Regions from separate parts of the Mus musculus genome. Here all the other regions are linked to region 1. A link is a contact called in public Hi-C and HiChIP or PLAC-seq data. All regions are on one chromosome and are shown on one strand. The core of a region is the stretch at or near the end of the contact, and the rest is flanking DNA. Distances in the headings are between cores, read along the strand shown.

Region 1 (4,679 bases), core at 2,163-4,662:
CTTAGTCTGGCTAAAGGTTTATCTATCTTGTTGATTTTTCTCAAAGAACCAGCTCTTGGTTTTGTTGATTCTTTGTATAGTTCTTTTTGTTTCTATCTGGTTGATTTCAGCCTTGAGTTTGGTTATTTCCTGCAATCTACTCCTCTTGGGTGTATTTGCTTCTTTTTGTTCTAGAGCTTTTGGGCTGTCAAGCTACTAGTGTAAGCTCTTTTCAGTTTCTTTTTGGAGAGCGCCTGCGGTCTTGCTGGGTTCATTTTTTGATAACTTGTCTATATATAAATATGTTTGTACATTTATTTAGTTCCTGAAGGAAAAAGGATGACATTAGGACATTAAGCAAATGAACATATTTGATGGCTAAAATTCAATCCCGAAGGCTTTTGCTATTGATTGTGTTGTAGACATAAAACCAAACCAAACCAAACCAAAACCCAGAACACCCTCTACCTGATCAGCACTCCTTCTCTTAAAGGACACTATCACCAGAGATGCAATGTGTCTCTGGAGACAGCTATGGCATTTGGAGCCAGAGCCTAGCACATCTCATACAGAAGCCAGAGGCTATATTTGTAGACACTATTCAACCTAGCCAAATATAGGCAACCGATACAGTATGACTCTGGGAAACATTACCAAATTCTACAGCTAGAAAAGGTCTGTGTACCAACTTGACAGTTCCATGCTGGGCATCTGCTAGTTGGAAAGAACCACTGTTTAGCAAATAGAATTAATAGCTAGTAAGAAGAGTACAACAGTATGTACTATCATATTCTTTTAGGACTAAGCAAGTCCAAGGAGATAAGAGGCAGTGCTCTATTTTATTAGTAATAAATATACAGGTTATGTTCATAATTAGAACTTATTTTCCAAGGAGAAGCCCAGATATTATCACTGCAGATGATTCATCAGGAAATGATATAATAAAAGCATATACTTCAAACACAAACAATGAAAACTATCAAGATTTCTACAGTGCCACTGGATATCATGCTATGACCTATTCTTCATAGTCAATTTGTAACATGGTACAAGTCAAATTCTATAAGAAATAACAGCTTTGCTGTGTAGAACATAACTATACAATCCTACGTATTGTGTTGGTTCTATACAATCCCAATTAACATGACATTCTAAGTTATTCTTTTAATTGGCTCAAGCTAAATAACCTAGATACTCCAAAAGAAAAGGAGAAGGGTTTCAGTGACTCACACTAAAATTTCCTAACTTCCATACATATACACATATGCATATATGTTTGTATATGAACATACATTGTAGTAGTTGTTCAAGAAAAACTCTGAGAGTGATAATTTTATTTAGTTCACATCTAAGTCAAAGCTATACTATCACAAATTCTGATTATCACAAGGTAACAAATGGCCTTTACATAATTTTGTTTTTAATCAACACTACCTGATACTTGTAGAAAGATGGTGCTATGGATACCTGGATAACATATAGCAAAGGCTAAAGGCTCATTATAAATTCACTGGTTATGATACCAACTTTGTATTTACACAAATGCTGAACTAATGTCAGTATGACCTAATGCAATGTACTTACTATGCTCTGTACCTTATGATAAGAAAACTGCTTAACAATCAAAGTCCATAACCTTACTTGGTCTCATGACCTACCTGTCCTAGAACCAACTGTTTATAGCATTTCTATGTAAAATCACAAAGGAAGAACTGGCACTGATACCAGCTATAGATTATTGCTCCTTCTAAAGACCCATTTAAAACATTTTATACATAGAGTTAAGATGGATGTGGCCATTAATGTGAGAGCCAGGAAAAATCCTTACACTTGTGCTCTTTCCTATCTGTTCACAGAGCCATTTCCCTACCCTTACAAAATCCACCAGACATCCAGACCTGCTAACTCATCACCTCTATTTCTGGCCACTTCCCCTGTGGAATGCCCTCCTCTCTCTGAGTCCCATTGTCTCACCACCCAAGCTCCACCTCCATTCCCTCTACCATCTCTTACCCTGCTGCTATAGGCAGCTCCTCGTTGGCCTTATTTCCTATGGAAGTCTTCCCAATTTCATGGCACCCATGCTCTGGTTCACTCTGTATGGTAGCACTTCTCATACAAGGTTACATATTGTCTCATACATATTGTCTTAGCTTCATTTCCTGTTGCTGCGATAAAATACCCCAGGCAGGAACTTAGGGAAGAAAGGTTTTATTTTGCTCATAATTCTAAATTACAACCCATCATTGTGGGGAAATCGAGGCAGCAAGAACCTGAAGTACATCCATAGTCAAGAGCAGCTAGAGCAGGCTTCCTAATGCTCAGTTAATTCTCTCCTATTCACTCGGTTCAAGGCCCAGCCCATTAAAATGTTATCATTCAGGATATAGTCTTCCTATTTCAGTTAACTCAAGTAACAATCCTGCACAGGCCAAATTGAGGCTCATTGAGCCTCTCTTCATAGTGATTCTAGTTGTGTTGTCAATCAAAACTAACTGTCAGACTTGCTATCTCTTCCTCCATGGAAGCAAACTCTTTGAAAACAGACTTAAACTCTTAGATTCCAGAACCCAGGCACAGAAAAGTACTCAGTAATTAGCTGCTGGATGAATGTGGTGGCGGGGGGCGCAGGTGGTGATGTCTCTTGCCTTAGAAGATACAGGAAAAAGGATAAAATCACAGTCTTGTAATTTATTTCATATTGCTGAATATTAGGGACACAGAGATCCCTATTTCCATTTATAGGCATTGTGAGAGAGTCCTAAAATAAGCTCTGTAGAGTGATAAGACCCCTCTACCCCTAGTGTGTAGTAGTAGTTCAGCAATTAACAGCAATTCCTTTCCCGGTTCCAACAACAAGCAAAGATAAGCAATGATTTTCCACCTTCACAAGAAAGGACGCCAGGCAGCTTCTTTTGTCTAGTAAGTACTAAACTGGAATTTTGGAGAAGGCAAAAATAATCCAGGGAATCTTTTGGCTTCAGGGAATTAGATGTTTACTAGTATCTTTGGTTGCAAACAGGGGTGTATGTCTTTTCTGAGAAAAAAAGAGAAAGCAAAACTCAAGCACCCAACTTTTACCATAACTAGCACAGCAGCAGAAAGATTTCAGGAAAGGGAAACCTCAAAACTCACTTAGGTTCCGAGTATTAATATAAACAAAGGGCACCTTCTTTTTGTACCAAAACCTCAAATTCCAATTTTAAATTGTAATAGGACAGTGGAAAGCAAGATTGTAAAAGCCAATGTAATATATTTTTACAGAATGAAAGACTACCCAACTAATTCAAGGCAGCTGTAAAGTTGCAAGGTCTAAAGCAACTAAGAGTTCCAAGCATAAGGGAATGTCTGCAGAGAAGCTACCAAGGAGCTGACCTAATTAAGGAATTCAAAAGATTTCCGACTGCCAGGAAAGCTAACAACAAACCAGCAAGCAGGAAGGCTATTTTTATCCTCACCAGAAGCCTTCTTGACTCTGGATGCTGCAGTGAGAGGACACAGCAACAGGGTAGCTTGCCTTAAGAGGATGTTATGATACCAGTGATTAATGACAAAAGTTTAAATAAAAAAAAAACAGGCATGGTTGTTTTGTCCAATTAAAGAAGCCATAGCTGGTTAAAAAAAAAAAAAAAGGAGGGGAAGGTGTAACTAATGGCAAGAAAAGTAGAAAAACAGACCATCAAGTAAGGGAAGGGGAAGCAGTGGGTCTGAGTCACCTAGGGAACAGGCCACATAGGCTCCAGGACAGCCCTGAGGCATCAGAATCAGTGGCTAGAACACCAGTATCCATTCTGTAACAAGGAGTCAGACAGTGTGAGGACCACACCTTCTATAGAAGATTACCGTGAATCATGATAATACATATTTTAAATTGAATTCCTAAACTGAAGCTAAGAAACATTAATGCCTATTCCATGGACGCATGTAAAGCCACACTGCTTACATCTTATGCTTGTTTCCTTCTTTCCAGCTACACTACAAATGCTTGAGCCACTGAATATGAGGCACGAGGCAATGCTCCTTTCAGTGATCCTCTCCCCCTTACTGGGAAACTGAGTAACTTTACCTTTGTAAAGTTGTTTTACCTTTCTGGGCTTTATCTGTTTTTAATTATAAACTAGAGATCACAAAATTCAGAGAAAAAGTTCTGTAAGGATTTAGGTTGGAGACAATTCTCCAAAGAGCAGAGAATTAAAAAGAGATGGTGCCAGCAGAATCCTCCCACTTGGACATACACACACACATCAACACTACTGTCCACAGATAGTGACCACGTAACTTCAAAGCAGAAACACATAGTGGAAGGGATCTCACAGCATATGAACAATCTTGGGAGCTGGAATAGAGGCAGGAGCCAAACATAGGAGACGTCTAAGCCACGTGGCTATGTCTCATCATATCAGAGTTGTCCCCATTCTTCTAGAATTGTCTCAAATGACAAATAACGCTTCAAATATAGAAATGAAGCTCCAAAATGCTATTTGCTGGAGATGACAATATAAGGTAAGTGACTTATACATTTCCATTCTCCTTTCCTCATCTTCTATTTCTTCTTCCTTTATAGTACTATGTTCTTTGGGGTCCTAGGGAACATCCTAACAGCAGAAGCATAAAGCAGAACAATTAGAGAAGTTCTCTAGAACTATCTTATAATCTTTAACAAATATTAAGACCTATTACAAGGAAAATATTTCATAGTG
Region 2 (4,931 bases), core at 1,756-4,255, 170 kb after region 1:
GTGTCTCACCAGTGTGGGAGGCTATAAGGAAAAATGGAACCATGGTGACACACACAAAGCCTTCTGTATGTTGCCCTGACTTTATGATGGTATGGAGTGCTCCATAATCCATAGAAACCATACTTTGATTACTGAATCTGGCTCTTTCCTCAGGCGAGTACTATGTGGTCTGATGTTCCACCATCCCGAAGGGGAGCAGCAGACTCTCCATGCCAATGAACAACACCGCCAGTCAATGATGCTGGGAACTCACTATGGACGGTCAACTTGACAGACTAGAGAATCGCCTAGGAGACAAACATCTGGATGAGTCGGTGGAGGAAGTTCTAGATCAGGTTAATTGATATAGGATATCCCACTCCACATGTGAGTGGCACCACTCTGTCCTGAGCTGAATAAGAGAAAGTGCATCTCAGTCCACATCTTTGAAGTGTGAACCAAAATAAACCCTCCCTCCCTCCCTTGCTTCTTGCCTGTCATTTGTCACGAGTTCATTGACAGAGCCCCATCCTAAGGTAAACTGCATCTCATGTTGGGAGTTCTCTGCATTTTTCTCTAAAGCTTTTCTCTAAACCTAAAATTGATGTGAGTTTTAAAATCTATCACACAGAAAACATGAAATTGCAAGGGTCCAACTGTGAGAGGCTGTATGAGGGCCTCAGCAGACCCTGGGAGGGGCGCCCACAGAGGTGTAACGTGAAGCTAACCATCACTTGGCCATAGGCATAGAACCTGCAAGTGGGGGTCATCTCTGCAGGGAAGGGAGGGCCCATTTTCTGATGAGTGTTTGTCCTGCCCAGCACTGCCTCTCCCAGCACCATGACTATGGGTCACTCTTCAGAAGGGTGTGGCTGACAGGAAAGTCAACAAGGCAGGAATGGGTAACCTTGGGAACAATTGAGCTGGCATATGAATAAGAATTATATTTTTGTTTGACAAAGATACCCCTCTTGCTTCATAAAGCAAATTGTGGCAAAGCCAGATGCAGTGTCCTTGGCTGCTGACAGTGTTGACAGCTTGTTATCTGGGCGTGGAAAACTGGAGCCTTCCGCAGAATACAGAAGTTTTCAGGTTTAGCCAAATAGTTCTCAGGCTGGAGAAGTTTGGGAAACCCTGGAGCTCAGTGTCTCTCCATGAACAAAACAGAGTGATTCTTACTACCTATAAAACCCACCAAGGCATACTGAGAGGGAGGTGCAGGCCAAAATCATGGGCAATACAGCAACAGGAGCAAATCTGTGTCCACCTACACACACACACACACACACACACACACACACACACACACACACACACACATCTGCATGCACACACACAGCTTAGTATAGAGAGGTCAGAGGGAATGCCAGTGGCCTTCATCAGGAGACCAGAACCTGTTCATGAGCCAGTCAGCTGGTCAGTCATTGTTAGTCAGCACTCCATGTGATAAAATGCCTGGACTGGTTATTTTTGTCAGCTTGACACAAACTGGAGTCCCCTGGGAAAAGGGAACCTCAATTGAGGAAGTGCCTCCATCAGATTGGCTTGAAAGCATCTCTGTGAGGCATTTTCATGGCTATTATCTGATATAGGAGGACTCAGCCCACTGTGGGCAGTGCCATCCCTAGGAAGATGGGCATGGACAGTATAAGAAAAGTAGAGGAGCAAGGCAGAGAGAGAAAGCCAATGAGCAGCCTTCCTCTATGCTTGAGTTCTTGCCTTGGGTTCCCTCAATAATGGACTATGATGTCTAAGTATAAACAAAATAAATCCTTTCTTCCCCCAACATGCTTTTGGGGGAGACAAAGTAACAGAAAGCAAACAAGTATAATTCCTGAGATAATTTAGAGGGAAAGATTGCTTTGGGCTCAGGATTTCAGTCTGTGGCAGAGAGAGAAGGAGGTGAAAGAGAAAGAAGAAAATGGTTGCATCTCAGGGGTAGGCACACAAGTCACTGGGACCCTGCACCATCTCCACAAGCCTAAAGGATGATTGGCTGTCTGTTCAGAGGGTCAAGGAAAGGAAGCTGTTGAAAGTGTGAGCAGGGGACAAGGGTTTCACCTGCCTGCCCTGCCCATGTCTCAGCAGGGTGGCTTTAGCGGGGCCTCTTGGAAGAAGACTGACAGACATGGGGAGAACAGTGTATCCTGGGCCCAGCCTGAGCAAACACCCTGGAAATTACCTCTTCTGGACACCTGGTGGACATGTAGAGAGAGAGAGAGGTTAAACAGGGGTCAGTCCGGCCAGCCTGGTAGACCTTAACTGCCAAGTAAGGAAGAGAAGTATCGGTGATCAATTGTTTCCGTCTTCCTCACAGAGTGCGCGTATCACCCTGTGCAGAGGAGCCCCACCCAGTGGTACACTCTATCCAAACCCTCAGAGTTTAGGGCTCAGTTGGTGGCCCTGCAAGGAAGCATGAAGCAACTGTCAAGTGAGACCCAAACCAGACCTCAGAAAGTAAGCTGGCCTATGACACACAGCCTCTTGGATCAGACTTCTCCGCTTTGTGACCTTTCTGCTGGGGACAGAGGCTTCTTCAAGGCTAGGCAGCTGGGAGTTCTTAGAAACATAAATTGGCCTGAGCCTCATCTGTAGATTGGGGTAGCAATCATCCATTGCCCATCTTGGGCCTCCAAGAGACAGAGAATGAGGGCCACCTGGGTCGGTGCTCCCCAAAGGTGCCCTCTAGGACCAACCACCTGGCTTGGGAACTGATTGGAAATGCCAACTCTCAGATCCTACTATGGACCCACTCGCTCAGGTGCTCTGGGGAAGGGCCTAGCAACCTGATTTAAAGGAGACCTCCAAGGGCCAACATTGATTGGATTTGCTTGGTGCTGCGGTGTTGGGGAGATGGCTGAGGATGATAATACCCTCCCTAACTGCTTTCCAGCTGTAGTGCTGGGTCCACAGGGGTCCCAGACCTGGGATCTTCCTGTCTTGGGAGTGGCCCTAAGCACCCTGGTTGCACTCTGGAGCCTCAGTTCCCACAGCTTTTAAACAAGGAGCAGCAGGTGATTGGAAGGCTTACACAGAAAGGCCTCACCCTTGAGGCTGGTGCCCTGGTATTGCCTAGTAACAGAACTTAGACTGTGGCAAGGATGCTGATTTTCTTAAGCAAGTGACAAAGGTTTTCCTGTCTCAGAAGTATCAAGACTCTAGCATGAATCTCCATGCCACTGTTATCATCCCTGATATAAGGTTCCAATGACAGACAGGTCAGCTGCCAGAGGGCCTCTGCCCATCAGCTGCAGCTTGCAGAGGCTGAGGATCTCAATGACCCGGATCACAAAGCAGGGGGGTTGTGATGCACATATGGCTGGGCCTGGCAGCCTCGTCCTCCCTGCTTGTGTGCGATATTAACATAATGTCCCTTGCAAAAGCGATTACAGAGTCACAGGGAGCAGAATGTCATTTGGTAGCTACTTCCTGCTTCCACCAGCAATGGTGACTAAACAAGCTAATTAAATCAGCACAAATTTGCACACAAGCTAGGCAGCTGGGCCCAGAGCAAGGTGGCTGCAGCATAATCCTGTACAGTGTGGGGGTGGGGTGGAGACCTGACTAACCACCCCAGGGCCAGGGCACTGCCTGGCAAGTCTGAATAGGGAAGGCTGCTTGCAGTCTTGGGAAGCCAGGGCCTGTGCCCCTGCAGCAGAGCTATCAGGAAACAGCAAAGTGGGCCTGCATGCTCACCTTGATTGTCTTACTGTGGAGTTGGAAAAGGGGTCACCACGTGTATCCCCTGTGGTTTCTGGAGAAGGTAGTGTGGCGGCCCCCTTTATACAAGTATCAGTTCTGTCACATGCTGTAGCTCCTTGACACTTGAGATCTCTTAGTCAACATCCCCGTTGATACGACGGGGTTGGTGTGACAGGGTTGGTGTGTGCGTTTATGCTTGATACTATGGGGAAATTTTACTGAGATGGTAACATAAAGTTAACATCATCATGTGACACGCGACACAGCTGGTGTTCTGTAAACTGGGCTGTCGTTATTTCTATTCTTGTTCATGGAATGCCACGATGGGCCTTCTCTGGATCAGGACCAGGTTCTGAGGATGCAAAGCTCAGGATGTCCCTCTCCTTACCTTCAAGGGGCACATAATAAGATGGGGTGACAGATTGAGTCACCTGCCCCAGGGTGGGGTCTGTGGAAGATGAAGAAGAGAGTGAGGATGTGCAGCCCTGGGGACTCAGGATCCAGTCCCAAAGGGGTTGCTGCTGCAGGATTGCATCCCCACAACAGCCTGGTCCAGAAGCTGGAGACCCCTGAGGGACAACAGGACACCTGCTGCCCAATATAAGCTGGCAGATCTTGGCTCCAAGGCATAGAAGCAGTAGAGGTTGTGGAGGAGGTTCTACAGGGCAAAGAGAAGAGAGGTGGGGGTGGGGGACACAGGGCAGTCTCCAGGACAGAGTGGCAGCTGCCCCTCCAGGGAGACTTCCTAAGCTCTCCTACAACTGTGTGGGAGGGGTCAGACTGGACAGGCAGCTCACACCACCCTGAACAGCTTCCTACAATTGTCATGTGCAATGCTGTCACAATTACAGCACCCTGAAGTGTTGATGACATCATGCTTGTCATTTAAATTCCTCATTGAAAAACAAAACCAAAACCAAAAAACGTACCATGTCCATCATGGTAAGCTAGTGCCTTTGACCATGGGCAGGAATGTGTAGATGAAATGAAAACTAAACCATGTCACATGCTGCCAGCAGAGTGCTGTCACTTCCTGAAGGCTCATAGGAGTGGGGATGGGGTAAGGACCTGGGGAGCTAGAAGACGGGGGAGAGGAGGTTGAAGGAGAAGTTCACCTTCACCCTGTCCCTGGGGACTAACAGCTGGGGAGCTGGGGAGGGACCCTCCCTGGTCACTTCCGTAGCCACTGATAATGGGGCGTGCAATGCCTCCTTCATGCTCCTGTATGTGTGCTGGGGCTTCTGTTCCTG
Region 3 (4,803 bases), core at 1,405-3,904, 230 kb after region 1:
AAGGAAAAAAAAAAAAAAAGAGAGGTATGCATAATTACTAAGCTGGTCAAGTTGTTCATATGGTCTCCTGCAAAGTGGCCATCAAAGTTGTCGGAATGGTGTGGAATCTTGTTCCAAGCGACAAGCTTTCCAGCTGGCTGGTACCAGACTTTAAATACTCCCTCTACTAGCATGAGCTTCTTCAGAGAGAGCCCATTAGATTTACTAGGGACTACTGGCTCAATATTCTGATAGTCAAAAGGGCACAGCTCAAGGCTCTTTAGCATAGCTTCATTCCTGTCAGGATGGTTGCGCTATTCTACAAGTAGGAAAGGGACAGGGACTTTTAGCCAAGTATTGTGCTAAGCACCAAAGTCAAAACAAACAGTTGTGGTTTCTACTTTGAAGATTATACTCTGGGTGTGGTTGGGGGCATCGGGGTGCAGATGGCCAATCAGCCTATAAATTATTCACTTCCAGTTACAACAATTGCTTTAAGAACTTAGCTCAACAATAGACAAAATTAGACCGGGGACCAAAAAAAGATTTTGTGAGGAAAGAATAAGATATGGTGTGCCTAAAATGCAACCTATAAGAAGGGCACCCTGCCTCCAGCCCTCCCTCCAGGAGGGGCCAGGGTTGAACTCTCTAATAGGACTCCCTCAGAGCCAGACATGAGAGGTCAGCATGGGTCAGTAGTAGAAACAGACTTGAGATGTCCCAAAGGGTTGCAAGCTGTCATGACACATTGTGATCAGCTTAACCTTGCGACTGGCTGAGCTGTTGCTAAGAAGTATGAACTGAGAGTGGCTACTTGTTTTGTGCTCTAATTTCAGTTCTCTTGGGTAGCAAATGTTGGGTGAGAGCATCTTGGATCACTGCCTACTGTGCATCTTCCCCGGAGCCAAGGGCACTGTAAATGTTATCCACATCTTTTTCAGTTGTCATGGGTGACGAGGAGGAACCACAGCAGATGTAGTTCTGAGAGCTGGGGAAGTTGATGAGTTGATGATCAGCCAAGAAACAAAGAGGACAGAAGCACCTAAGAAATCAAAACTGTCCAGGCATGGTGGCACACACCTTTTAGCCCAGCACTTGGGAGGCAGAAGCAGGCGGATCTCTGTGAGTTCAAGACCAGCCTAGTCTACAAAGCGAGTTCTAAGACTGCCAGGGTAGTTAAACAGAGAAACCCTGTCTTGAAAAAAAAAATCAAATATGATCTCTCCTATAAAATATATAAAATTTGTGTTTAGAAGAAGAAATTAAGTTTTTTTTTCCTCCCTCACTTTGTAAGACCTGCAAATGTTAGAATCCCGTGGACATTTTTTATTTACACAAAGGAATTTGATGGCCTTTTCTCCTTGGTGCAGTGACCTCTTTCCCCTTCCTCCTCTACTTCTTATGCACAAATTCTTTTCAGATAACTGAGTAAGATTGTTATGTTGGACCCTAGCCAACTGAGAAAAGACAGGATTCACCTTCCTCAGAATAAAAACCAAATGCACTTCCTGTCTAGGTGTGTTCCCTCCCCTGCCCTTTCCTGCCCCAGCAAGCCTCTTGATCAAGTAAAGTTTGCCTCATCCAGACACTTAGCTGAAATGATGGTCTCTCTTAGCAATCCAAACTTTTTTTTCTAATAGGGGCAACAGTGGGGAATTCAGTGCAGACTTGTGGGTGTAAAAGCTAGGGTATTTTACTTGTTGTAAAATGACAGCTAGCTATCAGGACCGTGGATATGTTAGGTTAAACACTGGACCACAGCACCTACTATACTTCATCTAGGTATATATATGACCACGGTAATTATTTCTGTTCTTCTATTTCTGCATCTGCACAAAGAAATAGTAGTGCCAGCTTTCAGGTAGTTGTGAACGTATTTAAAGAGTGCAGCACTATTACATCTAATTCATTCTACTTACTGGATCTACTATTAGTAATGCTGACAATATTTAATGCTAAGGCGAAAATCCACACATGCAAAAAAGACTTAACAGCAGTTTTTATTTTCTTCTTGTTATTTTACGAGTTCGTAAAATGAATCTGCATTGCTATTAATCAGGCAGAAGGGTACAAACTTTTGAACAGAAGTTTGATTAGTAGGCAGGTTAGAGAGCTTGAGAGGGTATAGGCACTTGCCACTGAGCTGGAGGATACGTGTTCGATCCCACCACTTACATCACAGGAGAGACCAGTGTGTCCCAAGTAGTCCTCTGACCTCCACATATGTGCTGTCGCACGCTCCACCGCCCCTCCCTGCCACACAAAAAGTAAAAATTAATTTTGTCAAAACAATAAGATTAACCCATTGTTAACCAAATCTCCCAGATCACATTATTTAAGGGGATCGTGGGAATGGAGCGACTGTCAAAAGCACAGGCTGCCAGGCATAAATACAGAGCTGCTGAATCACAGTCGTTAAAGGATACACTCGTAATCTTTTAATCAGTTCTGCAGGTGACCCGGAGGTCTGATTTGGGAGGGCTGCCGTGACTGGGTAGGTTCTGAGCCTACAATGCCCAAGCTGTCCCGCAAACTAGCGCGAGCGAGCCAACAGCCTGCCGGGAGTTGTAGTTTCTAACGGCCAGACACGGGCTATAAGAACATAGGTGATGGCTCCAGGAAACCAACCGTCCCACAATGCAAAGGCCGTCGGTGACGCCATTAGACGAGCGCCGGCAGCGCGGCGAGCGGGGAGCGCCTTGGTCCCCGCCGCCTCCCACCCTGCCGCCTCCGTCGCCGCCGCCTCCGTGGGCCCCTCCGTGTCTGCGCAGCTCTGCCCGCGGCTCCCGGAGGAGCAGCGGAGCGCGGGGCCCGGCGCGGGCGCGGGGTGCGGCCATGGCGGACGGTGCGGGAGCAGGCGCGGCGGGCCAGGCTTCGGGACCGTCCGGGGGCTCGAGTGGGGCCGGCGGCCCTGTCAATCCCGCTTCGCTGCCTCCGGGAGACCCGCAGCTCATCGCTCTCATAGTGGAGCAGCTCAAGAGCCGTGGGCTGTTTGACAGCTTCCGCCGGGACTGCCTGGCCGACGTGGACACTAAGGTACCTGAGCCTCGGGGGACCAAGGGGGGCGGACCATCCAGTTGCTTTGACGTGCCAGAGCCCGGAGTAAAACAAAAGGCACCTCGAGAGCCTGGCAGGGACGCGCTGCTCGGGGCACTACCGGTATCTTCTGAGTGGTGCACACCCGACACCGGAGCCCTTACCAGCTGTGATTTTTAAATCAATCAATCAATCAATCTATCTATCTATCTATCTATCTATCTATCTATCTATCTATCTATCTATCTATCTATCTATCTATCTATCTATCTATCTATCTATCTATCTATCTATCTATCTATCTATCTATCTATCTATCTATCTATCTATCTTCTGAGTGGTGCACACCCGACACTGGAGCCCTTACCAGCTGTGATTTTTAAATCAATCAATCAATCAATCTATCTATCTATCTATCTATCTATCTATCTATCTATCTATCTATTCATTTATTTATTTATTTATAGTTCTTTCGCTTTTCTGAACTTGAGGATTCTTTAATGGCTGCACACGTATACCCACTCCATACCCAAGAAACTTGTGTTTTACAACCCATGGGAAAGGTAGAGTACTTTAGAAGCTCCACCCGTTCCCTTGTTCACCTGGGAGGTGATTTTTAGCACTGGCTGGATGGGACTGCACGTTAATAGTCCCTTTCCCCAGCTGAATCATTTGCAGACTTGTTTGAGGTCAAATTGGGATAAGCTGTCGAATCAGCACCTTCTTTTTTTCCATTTAACTAATTGAAATGGAGTTAATGGCTATGTTAGATCCAGTGCCAAAGGCCAGTCTACCGTTAAACAAAATGCTAATTCACCTCATTTGGAAACTTTGGAATGTGTGTCACGGGGCAGGTATATAGTAGCCAGAACATTTCCTTTCCCATTACAAAACTTGCTTGCCAAGATTAAGGTGTGGAGCTAGGAGCCTCTTTGCTGACTGAGAGGGCTCCCCAGGGTAGTGGTTGCTCCTCATGCTGTCAGGGCTGTGAGTCACCAAGCAAGCTGGTCTAGTAGGCCTTAGCTGGGGCTCAGCTGTCAGCTACAGGCTGCTGGGGCCTGTCCTACGGCTTTGATGTGCGGTAAGGTCTTCCCTACATAGACATGTCTTAGGCCACAATCTGCACAGGTAGGCCATCCTTCCTGCTTCCATGTTCTCGTAGAGCGACCAGAGCCATGCAGACACTGACATGCCATTCACCAAGGATCGGGTGAAGAGGTACTATCTGCCTCCAGTTGGAGAGAAGGTCAGGGGCTCAGAACATTCCTTGTACTCACGAGGTAGTTTCCTAGTCTTGTTCTTAAGCTCTGAGGAAGAGGATTTAGACTAAGTGCCTCAGGCTCCTTTGAGGGTCACAGCTTTCCTGGAAACGCTTCACAGAACTCCCTTGGTTGTAGCTGTAGGGACTCTTGCTGAGGCTTGGGTGGCTGTTTCATTTGGAGGGGCCTTTCCTTGGTATACTGCCATGAACAGTCACTGTGAGTCAAGCAGACAGGAGTGTTTGCATTTTAGGGATGGAAATTACTGACACTCAGAAATCAGGTGACTTGTAAGAAGTCAGTGCTCGGCCTCAAACCCTGTTCCTTCCAGAAGCAGCTTGCATCTGTCCTTGGCCACATGGAGATAGAGGGCACCTTTGTTTCCTCTTTTAAGCCTGAAAGTCTAATGTAAAAAAATGAGGGCAGCATAGTACTAATAGGGTTTCCGCTCGTGGAGTTTCTTTAGAAGTAGATTGGCTTAAGGGCTGGAGCAAGAGCTCAGAGGTTAGGACTGTTCTTCCAGAGGTCC

What was found. A called contact is a pair of places that touch in the nucleus more often than the background predicts. HiChIP or PLAC-seq counts read pairs in DNA pulled down with a chosen protein or histone mark.
Region 2: a Hi-C map of bone marrow-derived macrophages shows a contact between it and region 1, with 32 read pairs. The contact joins two enhancer-like sites. A contact is called at or near these places in 3 of 484 Hi-C or Micro-C datasets (bone marrow-derived macrophages, liver and nephron progenitors) and 5 of 115 datasets of contacts at active chromatin or transcription factors (bone marrow-derived macrophages, embryonic stem cells and fetal liver).
Region 3: a contact with region 1 is called in an H3K4me3 HiChIP or PLAC-seq map of bone marrow-derived macrophages, with 5 times the contacts expected there. The contact joins the promoter of Bod1 here to the enhancer-like site in region 1. A contact is called at or near these places in 22 of 39 promoter capture datasets (3T3-L1-derived adipocytes, the C10 cell line, the HPC-7 cell line and 15 more), 1 of 15 datasets of contacts at CTCF or cohesin (the NIH/3T3 cell line), 6 of 484 Hi-C or Micro-C datasets (bone marrow-derived macrophages, brain, cortical neurons and 2 more), 23 of 115 datasets of contacts at active chromatin or transcription factors (T-cell acute lymphoblastic leukemia, bone marrow-derived macrophages, cardiomyocytes and 14 more) and 3 of 9 other capture datasets (adipose tissue, liver and pancreatic islet).

The regions. Positions count from the first base shown.
Region 1 is chr11:31,899,709-31,904,387 of GRCm38.p6, reverse strand. The region is part of intron 2 of Cpeb4 (cytoplasmic polyadenylation element binding protein 4); the gene reads right to left. Among named protein-coding and RNA genes, the nearest start is that of Cpeb4, 31 kb to the right of the region's middle. Within about 2 kb of position 3,412, at least 61 of the 459 cell types and tissues checked have an H3K27ac peak or open chromatin away from gene starts, as enhancers often do. A contact at or near this core is called in the HPC-7 cell line, adipose tissue, bone marrow-derived macrophages and 4 more, where this site is marked.
Region 2 is chr11:31,732,790-31,737,720 of GRCm38.p6, reverse strand. No RefSeq gene overlaps it. Among named protein-coding and RNA genes, the nearest start is that of Gm35131, 8.2 kb to the right of the region's middle. Within about 2 kb of position 3,005, at least 72 of the 459 cell types and tissues checked have an H3K27ac peak or open chromatin away from gene starts, as enhancers often do. A contact at or near this core is called in bone marrow-derived macrophages, where this site is marked.
Region 3 is chr11:31,669,713-31,674,515 of GRCm38.p6, reverse strand. Bod1 (biorientation of chromosomes in cell division 1) reads left to right here and starts at 2,654. Exons shown (of 4, transcript NM_001024919.1): 1 at 2,654-3,015. The coding sequence starts at 2,815.